3 separate regions of the Pan troglodytes genome follow, and regions 2 and 3 are each linked to region 1. Evidence: chromatin contacts called from public HiChIP or PLAC-seq data. All regions are on one chromosome and are shown on one strand. Each heading gives the region's core, a stretch centred on a gene start, on an enhancer-like site or on the middle of the called end of the contact. The rest is flanking DNA. Distances are from core to core; before and after follow the strand shown. Region 1 holds the start of MTCL3 (MTCL family member 3). Region 2 holds the start of ECHDC1 (ethylmalonyl-CoA decarboxylase 1). Region 3 holds the start of RNF146 (ring finger protein 146).

Region 1 (4,296 bases), core at 386-2,885:
AAATATCCAATTCAGAAGTTATTTTTCTTATGGCATACTTATGGGTAAACAAGCATGTTAAATATTGCTTATACTTATTCTGTATTATTACAGTTTTCAACCTTGAAATTGCATAATACTAAATTATAAAATGAAACATTTAGACACATTGTTTGATTTAAGGATACATAATAATCCATTCTTAATATTTATTTTACTTTTTAAAGTTACTATTTGCACTGAAATAAATGATACCGCTTTCGGAAAAAAAATCAAAACATAGATGCCTGAGCAGAGTAAAAATTCTTAGAGAAGCAGGACTATGCATATTCTGTGTCTTTAGACTGTGTTTACAGTATCAATATTTTATTGGTAAAGATTGAGCTGAAAAATATTTGTATCTACTTTATCCATTTTGATTGGATGAGACATGTGCATCTTGATATTGAGGATATTACAGCTCAAGTTTGGGTACATAATAAGAAATTGCCTAATATAAATTCAAACCAACTTGTGATTACATTTTCACTTGCTTTTTTTTTTTTCCTTTATTTTTGGTATGCTAGTCGAGGTGTGGGCTTTTTATTATAAATGTCACAGATGTCACTTTTCCTGTTCCCAAAGGTATTTGAAAGAAAATAAGGAAATTATCTCAGTTTTCACCAGTATGCTTGAGTGTCCCCAGCACAGGGACAATTTCTTGATTCAGCTTTGCATCCCAGTACCTTGGACAGTGCCAGGCTCAAAATTGGCTTTTAATACCTATTTTGGAACATGAATGATTTTATCGTGATATCATATTTGTTTTATGTGTCTCTAAAGATAAGAATAACCAGAGCTTGAGCATGTTTTTATTTTGCTGTAATAATTGCTTTTATGCAAACTACTCCTAAATTGTTTTTATTTCACTTTTAATGCAAGATCAACACTTGGAAAATTGAATCTCTTAAGCCAAAATTCATGTTGGCACAAAAAGCTATTATTATTTCAAGATATCTTCTTCCTTTTACTTACAAAATCACCATATAAATGTAAGACAAATTAAATTTTAAAATGCCCTTTCAAAAGCAGTACTTACTTTTATTCTCATACTCAAGCTCACAAAGGAATTCTTAGAGGTAGAAGGGAGGCTCCCATGCCCCCCGCCCCCCACTGAAAGAAGAAACTGAAAAGAAAAAGAGAAAATTCCACTTAATTTTTAAAAATATTATTACTGTGAAACAGTATGGGTTAGTGTAAATTGTAAAGACATGTATATTCTGAACTCCTCTTTTTAAATGAATTCCCTTTTAGGCTGATATAATGTATTCTTCCTGGTTTCTGTTATTGTTCGCATGCACTACTATAAAGATTATGGATCCCAGCAATTACTCATTTTCACGGTAGAAACCGGCACTCAATAGAAAACAGGAAAACGTACTGAAGGCAAACGGTTCTGTAAAGGATCTCTGTGGGCCGATATTATTTCGGTTTGCACTAAATTAGTCGTGGCTTCGCAAGAACCCTTTGTCTGTGGGACGGTGGGTCCCATCATGGCAACCATTATCTATTCGTGGAAACGACATCTGATGACTCCGCCCGGGCTGGGGGTGGGGAGGGAGCACCGCGTGGAGAGCTCGACTGAGAATTAAAGTGAGTGAACAAAGAGAACTCCCAGCAGCCGCCAGCCAGCTGCATCAGGAGATGTTAGTCACGCCCGGAAGGCTGTTCTAGTCCGCCTCCTTGGAAAAGAAGCTCAAGTAAATAATTGATGGAGAATGACCGAACCCAGGACAAAGCTTTGCAGGAAACCAGTGCATCCGTGTTCGAGCGGTTTGGGGATCCTCTGCCAAGTACGGGATAAGAGAATAGAGCAAGGAGTTTGAGCGCTGCTGCCAATCTTCCATCTCGGGCGTGGCTCTGGCCTTTTTGTCTCTTTATCCCGCCACTCCCCACCCCCGTCCCCCGTCCCCCTCCCCGCCTTCTTCTCTTTCCTCTTGAAAGTAACCTCTCTTTGGTTACTTCTACCCTATCGTCCCTTGCAATCCCGCCTTCTCTCCTGCCCAGTTCGGTGAGGTCAGCTCGTGAACATCTCTGCACTTCCTGGGGAGCGTCTGGCCCAGCTTGGTACCTCGCGTGTTAGCCTGCTGAGAGCTGCAGCTCCAGCCCAGCCGCGGACCGCCGGGAAGTCACCCGCTCTGTGGGCAGCTGAATCTTGACGTTACCGCCATTGTTTGGAGAAATCGAGTGGGTGTGGAACTGCGGCGAGCGAGCCCAAAGTCATGCTCAGCCGGAAAGTCGCGTACAATAATATGAAGTTGAACTTTCCTCGGCGCAGAAAGGCACAATAATAAACCCTGAGATACCCGGAATATCAGAAGGAAAGTGCTGTTGATTTGTTCAGCTACTTGGAAACCTCGCCTCTGCTGAGAAGTGAGCAAGTTCTGGATTTCTAAAGGGTTGGGGATGAATGATGGGGTGGGTTAGCAGGCGGATAAAACTTGAGATTAAAAGTGTTGGTCTAAGCCGTGCCGGGGTTGGTTGGGTGATAATTTTCACCGGGAAAGCCTTGAAGAGATGCAGCATCTTGTCACTTTGTGGGAACCACGTGACAGCAGCCGGATACCTTTGATTGTGGAGCCCAGTTACTGGAACACAAGCTTTCGCCTGGGTTAATGCTGTCTGAGGGCTGAGTTTAAAATTGGCTTCTCAGCTCTGGAATTATTCTGCCTGATTAAAAACAAAAATAAGTTTGCATTGGCAATATAAGTTAGTTAGCTAGACAATGTTAGTGCCACCCATGACGATAAACTAGGCCAGACATTCTAGTAGTATCGCGGCTGGGAGAGAAGATGTAGAAAACAAGTTGGTGGGCAATTTTCCCCCAATGTCTTCTTTGTTCACCTTTATATTTCAAAGTGAGTTGGAAGGAGGTGCCAGAAACAGAAAGGGAGGTGGATTAGGAACCCTTCGGTAATATTTCTTTATAAAATGAGGAATTACTGCATGCTAAGTTGTGATGCTAACAATAGATGTTAACAAGAATAATGCAAGTAAAATAACTGGCAGTAAAGTAATCTGCTCTCTGTATAGAACAAATATTGTTAAAGGAGAAATTTATGCCTAGTCATGCCCCTTTCAGTGCTTTAGACAGAAATAATTTTAAGGAAAAGGCAACTAATTGACTAGCTGCCTGGATCCCTAGGGAGAGGAACCCATGAGGCAGTAACTTGCTATTTTTCAGATTAAAGAAGCTAGTGACGGATTTATCTTGGAAATACACATACTGGAAATTGATCTTACCACCATGAGGGAAGATGCACCAGCCTTCTGGGTTCTGTCTCAGAATTGCTATATGGGAGGAAATGGGCACTTTAAAAAGTACAACTTTTGCCTATGATATGCGATGTAAGAAGATGGCTAAGAATGAAAATATTTTCTATCTAGCAATTACACTTAAAACTAAAGTGATTCATAAGACTACAAAACTGGGTAAGCATAGGAAAATTCATCACCAGAAACTTAGGAAACTGCAGAACTGACCACAACTTTTCCAAATGTATTTTAAAAATTATTTCCCAAAAGGGAAAAAATACGTTTTGGGGTTGCTAATAACTAACCCATATAGACAATTCTTAATGCTATTATTTTCTTGAAACTGAGATTGATTTAAAGGCATTCATTATTTATATTTTCTTTTAGTTCTATTATAAAGGAAGTTGGGTGCATTTTCCCAAAAACAACATTAAGGGTTGGAGCTGCCTGGGGAAAGTGTCATTTATCCATAGAAAATATTCTCTAGGAGCCCTACATCATAACCCTTTTCCTCTAATTGAACTTGGGAATACTAATTAAATGAAAACTTTCTCCAGTAAGCTAGGCTTTACATATGGATTTGATGGTGAGGAAAGCCAAAGTTGTAAAAGCAGAGTTGACAACTCTAATATATGGATATCTTTTCTTTCTGAAGCTTCTTTTCCACTTTATCCTCTTTTCTTTTATATCTCCCTTTCCATCAATTCCTGTCTGACTCTGTATCTCACCCTTTCCAAAGCCTGCTACCATGAGAATGTAAGGTTCAGCTGCTTTCAGATCCGTCATTTTGCTGAGGTGGAGTGAGATGGAGACAGCGCCACCCTGGGCAAAATGAGAATTGACAGCCCTCCATCCTATTCCTAAAGACAGCCCTGCATCCTATTCCTAAAGTCAAAGCTTCTATTAAGCGCCGTCCAAATAGAGCAATATCACCCTTTGCTCTGCAAAAATTCAGACATGTTGTCTTCTTCTCTCCTTTTGTTTCTGTCCCAGCTTAGGAAGGAAGGTTGGCGGCGGTGAAGA
Region 2 (4,164 bases), core at 244-2,743, 180 kb after region 1:
ATATTCGGATAAAAACAAACAAACAAAAAACTGGCTAAATACCCATTCCCCTCAATAACTTGGATAAGATACCTAAAAAATGTCGACCTTCGGTACCTTTCTGTCCTCTCCCCTCTCGCTATTTGCCTACACTGGCTTCTTCACCTCCACTTTTTCTCACGTTTATCGGAGCGAAAACAAGCACGGTTCGGCAGCCTCCTTTCCCAGCCCTACCTTTGTGCTGCAAAAGCGAAAATTCAAAAGCCAAGTACAATAGGAGACCGCCCACCCTGGCTCCCTCGTGACACGAGGGAGCGCGAAGCGGAGGGCGCCTCGCGGCAGGAGCGGGATTTCCGGGGTCACGGGAACCGGCAGAGGAACGGGATAAAGTTCCCGGAGAAAGGAAAGGGGAGCGTGGGATAGTAAAAGAGAAGACGCGGAGAAGAGGAGAGGACCTACAAGAACGGAGGACAGGGGCGCACGATGGTCCCGGGGGGAGCGGAAACAAAGGCACGCAAAACGGAAAAGCGTGTGTAGGGGAGCGGAAAAGGAAGTCACCACCGTGGCCTGCGACGGTAAGTGGTCGTAAGGGTTGGTCTTAACGCTTCAGTTTAGTGTTGTCAGTGGGAGAATCCTAAAATGTCGCCGTGGAATGGACTGTACCGCTCGCTTCTCCAAACGTGTCCCAGACGGCGAGCCTCGCCGGCTCCGCGGCTTGTCCCTTGCAAGCGCCGCGCAGGCCTGCCCCCCGCTGGACGTGGAGACGCAATGCCGAGCGCCACGGGCCGGCTGTGCGCCGGGCGGGGAAAGAGGGCGAGGGGAAGAGATGAATCGGTCTTCCCAGAGCGCGCCGCGAGGTCGCGAGATTACACTTTAAAAAGCATGAGGAGGCTTGCTTTCTACATGCTGATTTAATTTCGGAATACATTCGAGGCCCTGTGCTAAGTTAGGTAATGTTCCCTGTGACCTCTATAATTGTCTTTTATGTATAAGTTGTCTTGCTTAACTAAAACTTTTCTTACTTGTATCGTGCAGCCAACTTTTCAAGAACGAAAGATGAGCAGCTCCTTTCTGGTAGAGGTTCTTTCATTGGAGAATTTTTGAGCTACAATAATCCTTTTAACGCTGCGCACACATACAGGGATTACACGTGTAGGGGATTAAAAACACAGTTAAGTTATAGGTTGAAGGGGCTGTTAAGGACTTCAGGCAACATTAAATCAACACTCAGTTCTTTGCTCTGTCCCACATCTGGGCTCCTGTATAGCAGTTGTTGCTCTAGGTGCTAGAGGTATGCAGAGGAACTGGACAAGGGCAAGGAAAACAAAGGGCTCCTTCTTTAGAAGAGCTAGCATTCTCTTGGAACAGACAAGCTTGTGGTGAGAAGTATATTTGTGAAATCTACGAGGGGAGGGAGCAGCGCAGTAATAGAACGGGTGATCCTTTCTTGATTTCTTATTGGGTTCTGGCCTGAAAGGCGGCTGTATAATCAGCGGGGATTCCTGCAATGATTAACATTCCAGGAAGGGAAGCCAGCCTGTGAAGAAGCATGGCATTGAAACAGGGTGAGTTGTGAGGTTGGAGAGTTGATTTGTGGCCAGATTCTTAAGCCCCTGTTTAGTCTTAAGAATATTATCTTTAGGCACTGCAAATGCCCTCTTGCAGCTAAGACTAATGGGAAGAACTGGTTAAAAAACTAATTACAGCAAAGAGTGAGTGAGAGTGGTGATGAGAGATACAGATGTTGTGAGAGCAGACAATAAGGGGACTTTATGTAGTCCTATGTTAGAGGAGATGATTTGAAGTTACTCTGAGGAAGACAAAAATGTAACAGGTAGATCGCATATGCGAAAGCTTGAGATGGCGAAAAAATCAAAAGGATTTCAGGAACTGAAAGTTGTGCATTTTGACTGTGTGAGGGAGAGAGTTGTGGGTGGCATGTAATGAACCTTGAAAGGTAGTTTATGTTATGACAGCCTACAACCGAATCAGAACTTTTACAAACAGGCGATATACAGACAGTCTGAAATCAAATGCTTCTGATTTCTATTACGTGCTCTAGGCTAATTGTTTTCTTTTTAAGTATGAGTTTGCGTTAGTCTTCTGGATTTAGTGATTACAGTATAAGGTGAAACAGGTAAAGGCTTTTAGAGAACATCTCACTTATTTCCTGTGCACTAAAGGGAAACAGATCACCTTTGCAGAACTTGAAAAAAATGGGAAGTGCGACCTTTGATCTCAGATGGACTTTCTTTCCTCTTTTCAGTGGCTTGGTAGTGAGCTTGTTCAGCTCCACTGAATCTTCTTTGCGGTGGGGCTGCAAGACTTCCTGCATGGCAAGTTTTAAACATAAGTTTTACCCTGAAGAAAGCTTATAAAATTGTAAATGCTTCAGAACCTTTTCATCTTCCTGTGATTCTGGAAGAAATCCAAAATAAACCAATCGTTTAACTACATGCTTCTACAGAACCTGAATCTTAAGCTTTGTTCACTTTATACTATTAGATACTATAGTAGGTTAATAATGACTGACACCTTGTCATCTCATCACTGAGCTTTTGTCTAAGATAGTCTCTGAATTTAGAACTGGGACGAAAGTGTACATAATAGGCTATTATAAAATTTTTAGAATTGGATTTCTAAACTTGGGGTCAGTGAATCTAGCAGGCTTAAGCAGTGTTCTCAGGTTTTTCTGGCACAGACAAGGAATATAAGAGGAGGAGAGAAAAGGAGAGACAGTAGTGGGAGGGAATAGAATGAGAGAAGAGAGAAAATATGGAATTAATAGAGAAAGGATACATGAAGTATTACAAGATTTTCTTGGAAAAATTGGCATTTCAGTGATGGATCAAAGATGTCTAATGAGGCAAAATACTACTATTACTTAAATATTTAATGTTTTAAAGATTTGAGGATAAAAGGATATAGATCTGATGGCATTCATACTAATTGCTGTAGTGTTGATGTTGGAGAGAGGGGTAATGTATCAAGACAGAGCAGACAGACCCTTTACAATGAGAGCAGAAGATATGTTGTTTACTGATTCTACTTTCCCACAAAATGCTAATGCTTTTATAAGTCCCTCCTCCTTATTTTCTAGATTAACTCCTTGTTTCTTCCTCTAAACAGAGGATTATGGAAGACAGGCAAAAAAAGAAAAAAACTTTTAAAGGAACCATCTAAGTCCTTATCAAGTTTCTTTAGCACTTTTATTCTAAAGTTATCAAGGTGGAAATTGTGGCCTCTGCCCCACATGTATCTGCTTCATTGGGTTGTATCTTCATACCTGATTAACGGCATATTCTAGGCAAAAGCAAGACCCTAGGCATGCTATGTTTGGCTCTGAATATGTAGGCCTCCCAGGTTTATTAGCTGAACTGGTACATGACCTTGACAGCTTATTTTCCCTAGACTAGAAGCATTCCTAAGGAACCCTGAGCTCTAGGCTATTTGGCCTTCTTAGAATGGGACACTTCCCAAATTGAAGGCAGCCCTAGGTTGCAGAGAGGAGAGAGGAGGGAGAAAGGGAGAGAGGGAGAAAGCAAGTTCCCTTCATCCTCAGTAAATAGAATGAAGAAGGGAAGGACACAGTGAGTCAAGTCTTATCTCAATACCTACTGGGTAAATTGCCTCTCATTCTGAGAAAGTTATAGAAAATGCATCAGGTTATCCTTAACTCACACCTAACAGTCTTGTGAGAAAATCTGTTCAAATAGTTAAAGTAGGAAGAATACTACTAACTAGACCCTTACACGATATGTATTATATGTAGATATGTAGAATGACTTTGTATTGTCTATTAACCTCATTTCTTAAAAAGTGTCAATATTTTTATTAGTGATCCAATAGAGATTATGTTGCATATAAACCCATTTTGTAAATATGAATAAAACCAGACAAGGAGCTCTTGCCTTCCCTTTCTGAAGAGGAGCAGAGATTCCTCAGCTAGGAGTGATGGAGAAGGTGTGGCTCTTTGGCAAGCTGACCAGAGGCCAGTGAAAGATTATTTATTTATTTGGCTGACTATGATACCCTCACTTGTAGCCACACCCCCTGGGTTTGCATTTTTTAAAAACCCCAACAGTGAAATAGTTCTTTTTTCTTTTTCTTTCTTTCTTTCTTTCTTTCTTTTTTTTTTTTTTTTTTTTTTTTTTTTGAGACAGAGTCTCTTGCTCTGTCACCATG
Region 3 (4,154 bases), core at 1,521-4,020, 250 kb after region 1:
TCAAGTCATAACCCCCAGTCTTTTGTTATCTCATCCTACTCTATAATTCTGTAATTCTAAGTTCTAAATGCTTTAATTAGCAGTCCGTTAACAACATTTTGGATTTGAATTAACCCAAAAGGTAATACGCCATGAAAACTAAAGATAGTCCGTAAGTAAGCACAGGTGGTTGTAGCCGAGTGTTACATAAATTAGTTTCTATATCCACAAAGATGTTGTTTCACAAATTCAGATTCCTCAGGCACAAGGCAACCAAGAGAATGGAAAAGGCTCAGTACCTTCTATTACTAACACGGGAGAAAAATACGCATTCGAATTCCCAACTGTCAGTGCTGTTAGATGTTTCCTGGTAGTATATGGTTAACATATAAAATAATATTCTTTAAAAAGATCGATATTGTGAAAACAAAAGATTTAATATCCTTTTCTTCTTTTGACTCAAAATATCGTTTTGGATCCTTTAAAAAAAAAAAAGTCTGTTCCTTTCCTCTGACAATTTAGGTTGGTGGAGACTGAAACAAAACACTTTGTAAGTTGACATCTCCTTTTAAAAAAAGTTATTTCTTTTTTCTTCTCTTGTCTAAAAGACCAGCTATTTGGAGAGAGTTTTCCTGATAATTATAATTCTACCAAGTTCTGAACAACCAGCGAAGAAAAAAATATTTAAATGTATTTCCATTCTGCCCACATGATACACTGGCTCATTTGAGACATAAATTCTAAATGAAAGATTGGGCTGAACAACATCCTCCACTTTAAGATATACAAGGCACCAAAACAAACACATCCAAAATCTATTTTTAGAGTGGTGTTCACTCTTCCGGTTTTCTCTTTAAAACGAGATTTAGTTGACCTATTTTCATGTGTTTTTAGGGCACCCAGACACTCTATACAAACAATATTTGCTAGTCATAAAACAGCAATGCCAAAATCACAAATCCTGTTATTTGTGTGGGACATTTTCTCCACGTGTCCTTACGTGCCATGTCTTTGAAAAGTCTAAATATAGATTCACTGACTAAAATGTCCTAAGTCTTCCAAATTCTATAATTATATACTGGATTGAATGCCAATATTATACGTTCACATCCCATTTGAAAAGTACACACACGAGATGGGGGTGATGTGCCCACTACCTGAAATGCCAATCATACAAAGAACAAAGCGTTCCCTATCATCTTTGGGCTTTCTTCTCTCCTCAGTTCTACACTGTTTCGATATTACAAAAATATTACTTAAACAAAATGTTCAAAACTTGAGAAATAAGTGCTCACTAAAATGGCACTTAGAGAAAAGAAATTAAAACATATACCAAAATGATTAACGAGAAAAGATTCTAGTTGCCAGGATGTGTGTGTAAACTTACAGTCCTGTAGGTTTTACCTGTGGAGAGGACGGTTCCGTCTCCACTCTTAAAACAATTCTACATTCTTTAGAAGCCTTCGCAAAATAAATAGCGACAACAATGGAAGACCCACACTCCTTCAGACGGGATGGAGGGTAGGAAGAGAACTCCCCACCCAACAATCAGAACAAAGCAACAGCCTCAGCTTTTAAGATGCAGAGGGTTTGGAGGCTCAAGGGATATTCTGAGATCTCTTAATTGTTCCGATGCTTCAACAGCCGTCAAAAACAACTAAGAATATGCAGCGCTGGGCTTCGCTAGGACAAGGTGCAGGGATTGCTCTCTTCGTTTTAGGCAAGACCGAGACACTGAGCAGGAGGAAGAGCGAGAGAAGAGAAAGCAGCAGCCAGAGACACTCCGGGAAAAGGCAAAAATGCAGACTGTACGCCCTGGCTTCGATCTGACCCAAGGCCCAAACTGTCTGACCCCACACGGGAAAACATGGAGCAGGCTACCGCCGAAAAACCATCTCCGCCCCTACACCTCGAGGCCAGAAGGTCCCCGGGTAAAGGCCTGAAACCACGGCCCAGAGGGGAGGAGAGGGACCCGCCTGCCACCCGAGGCAGCGAAGCGGGCTCAGGCGGAAGAGGCTGCGCAGTAATGGCCGCTGCTCCGCCCCTCGCACCCAGACCGAGACCAGCTCCGGCCGTCACCCAGGGCAGGGGCTGCGGCGCCCTCGGGCAGCGCAGGGGCTGTCACGGTCGTCTTGCCTGCCCGAGCAGCCAAGGCGGGGGTGGCGGAAAGGGCTGAACTGTCCCATCCCGCCTCTGCGCGGACAGCCGGGGCCGCGCCAGCCCAAGGGCGTCCATCTACGTACCGGCCCCTGACCCCGCCGCCGCCCCTCTCAGGCCCCGAGCGCAAGGCCGACCCGGAGTACGTTGCGACTGGAGGTGACACCGCCAGCTATGCCTCCTCTCCCCGAGTGAGGATCCTAGAGTGGCCGGCGTTCACCCTGCTCCCCCGAGAGGGCCTCGCTCCGACTCCCACCTCTCCGGCCACAGCTGCGGCCACCTCGCAGTCTTTTCTCTCTGGCCTCGGAGCCCGCAGCTGCCGGGAACGCGCGCGGCCGTCACGTGACCACCCGGCGCGTCGCGGAGGAGGGGCCGCGCCGCGCCGCGCACCCGCACCCGCACCGGCGAGCTCGCTCCGGCGCCTCATCGTTCTGCCCCTGTCTCGCGCCGCTGCCTGCCGGTACTCTCTTGCCTGTGGGGAGCGGCGACTTCGCTGCTTGCATTCTTCTGGCTTCTTTAGAGTGTGCTTGCTTTGTATTAGGGCCCAGAGGCTCTGAAAGAATGCAGTTCCAGCAGAAAGAGATTTGGGGTGGAGGAAGTAAAACGTGTGTAGGACCGGCAGGTGGTGCTGCTCAAAAATCCAGCTTTGCTATCCCGGGGAAGCTCTGGGGCGCCTAGCTGAGTTTCGGCTTAAAGATCCCTTAGCAAAAGTACTGCTTCTTCCCTTTCAAGAAAAAATATGGGGAGTAGGGGGACGGAGGGGAGAGAGTACTGTAGGACTTTCCAATTTGTTCTCCTTTTTAATGGTTGAGCAATTTAATCGGGGAAAAAATGAGTATTAGTTTTCTTTGGAAACCCCCCTTTTTTTAAAAAAACAGAATAGTGCCTGAGAAACTGAAGAAAGAAATTAATCTGCATGATAATCTAAAATTAAAGAGGTTATTTTGATCGCAAGCCTGTGGTTTTAAACATCAGAACTCTAGCAGTAATTCACCATTTTAGCATGTACATTTCCTTTTTCAGAACTGATTAAATTTTCCTAATTTGTAGGAAAATAAAGAGGGTGGAAGAGCAGACCTTTTATCTTTGGAAGAGTATGTATTTCAACATTCTATGACAGCGTCTTCTCATTTGCATTAGTGTTGCATTTTGGGATTTCATTAACTGTTTGATTCAGGATTGGAAGTTTTCAGTGTCCTTATAGGTACAGAAATGTATATGTTTTCTGTTATTCCTCTGAAATCAGTTTATTTCAGGGTTCTCATTCATATATATCAATATGTAACCCAGTCTCTTGAAGGGTGCATCTAGTTCAGTGATGCTTGCCCGTGTATGCAATACTGTTCTATACATGTAGAAATATTGAAGTGTATATCCTTTAATTTTAAGCTAGTTTTCTATCTTTATCTTATTAGCCACTCAGTTTTGTCCCTCTATCCTACACAGCCCATGAACAGAGAATAGCTAAAATTTGATATGTACTCGAAGGTTCCAGTTTGAAGAGGTAATGCTAATATTAACTAACAATGTACCAGGTGTTGCTCTAAGTGCTTTATTCATATATACCCACTTAATTCTCATAATAAACTATGAGGTAGGCACTATTATTATTCCCATTTTACAGAGAGAGAGAGACACACACAGCTGAGATTTGAATCCAGGCACAGACTGTAAGATGTCAGCTAGTTCAACCCCTTCTCACTCATACCCAAGGTCTTTGTATTTCAGTAAATGGCTGCATCTTTCCTTGTTCAAACCCATCTTTAACTCCTCTCTTTTATGTCTTATATGCATTTGGCATATAACCTGTTGGCTCTTCCTTCAAAGTATATCCAACTACTTACCACCTCCGCTACAATCTGCATCATCTCTTGTTTGGATTATAGTGTTATGGTAGACCAAGAACTAGTCTTTTGACTCTATCCTTAATACAGAATCCTAAATAAATCTACTTAAAAAGAAGTGAGATCGTACCACTCCTTTGCTCAAAGTCTCCTATGGCTTCCCAACACAAGTAA

What was found. HiChIP or PLAC-seq counts read pairs in DNA pulled down with a chosen protein or histone mark.
Region 2: an H3K4me3 HiChIP or PLAC-seq map of stem cell-derived excitatory neurons shows a contact between it and region 1, with 2.8 times the contacts expected there. The contact joins the promoter of ECHDC1 here to the promoter of MTCL3 in region 1. A contact is called at or near these places in 1 of 7 Hi-C or Micro-C datasets (stem cell-derived neural progenitor cells) and 1 of 1 datasets of contacts at active chromatin or transcription factors (stem cell-derived excitatory neurons).
Region 3: a contact with region 1 is called in an H3K4me3 HiChIP or PLAC-seq map of stem cell-derived excitatory neurons, with 2.6 times the contacts expected there. The contact joins the promoter of RNF146 here to the promoter of MTCL3 in region 1. A contact is called at or near these places in 1 of 7 Hi-C or Micro-C datasets (stem cell-derived neural progenitor cells) and 1 of 1 datasets of contacts at active chromatin or transcription factors (stem cell-derived excitatory neurons).

Annotation. Positions count from the first base shown.
Region 1 is chr5:139,404,881-139,409,176 of NHGRI_mPanTro3-v2.0_pri, reverse strand. It overlaps MTCL3 (MTCL family member 3), which reads left to right and starts at 1,635. Exons shown (of 7, transcript XM_003950919.6): 1 at 1,635-2,391; 2 at 4,267-4,296.
Region 2 is chr5:139,228,134-139,232,297 of NHGRI_mPanTro3-v2.0_pri, reverse strand. It overlaps ECHDC1 (ethylmalonyl-CoA decarboxylase 1), which reads left to right and starts at 1,493. Exons shown (of 6, transcript NM_001098573.1): 1 at 1,493-1,544. The coding sequence starts at 1,529.
Region 3 is chr5:139,153,660-139,157,813 of NHGRI_mPanTro3-v2.0_pri, reverse strand. It overlaps RNF146 (ring finger protein 146), which reads right to left and starts at 2,770. Exons shown (of 3, transcript XM_518728.8): 1 at 2,393-2,770.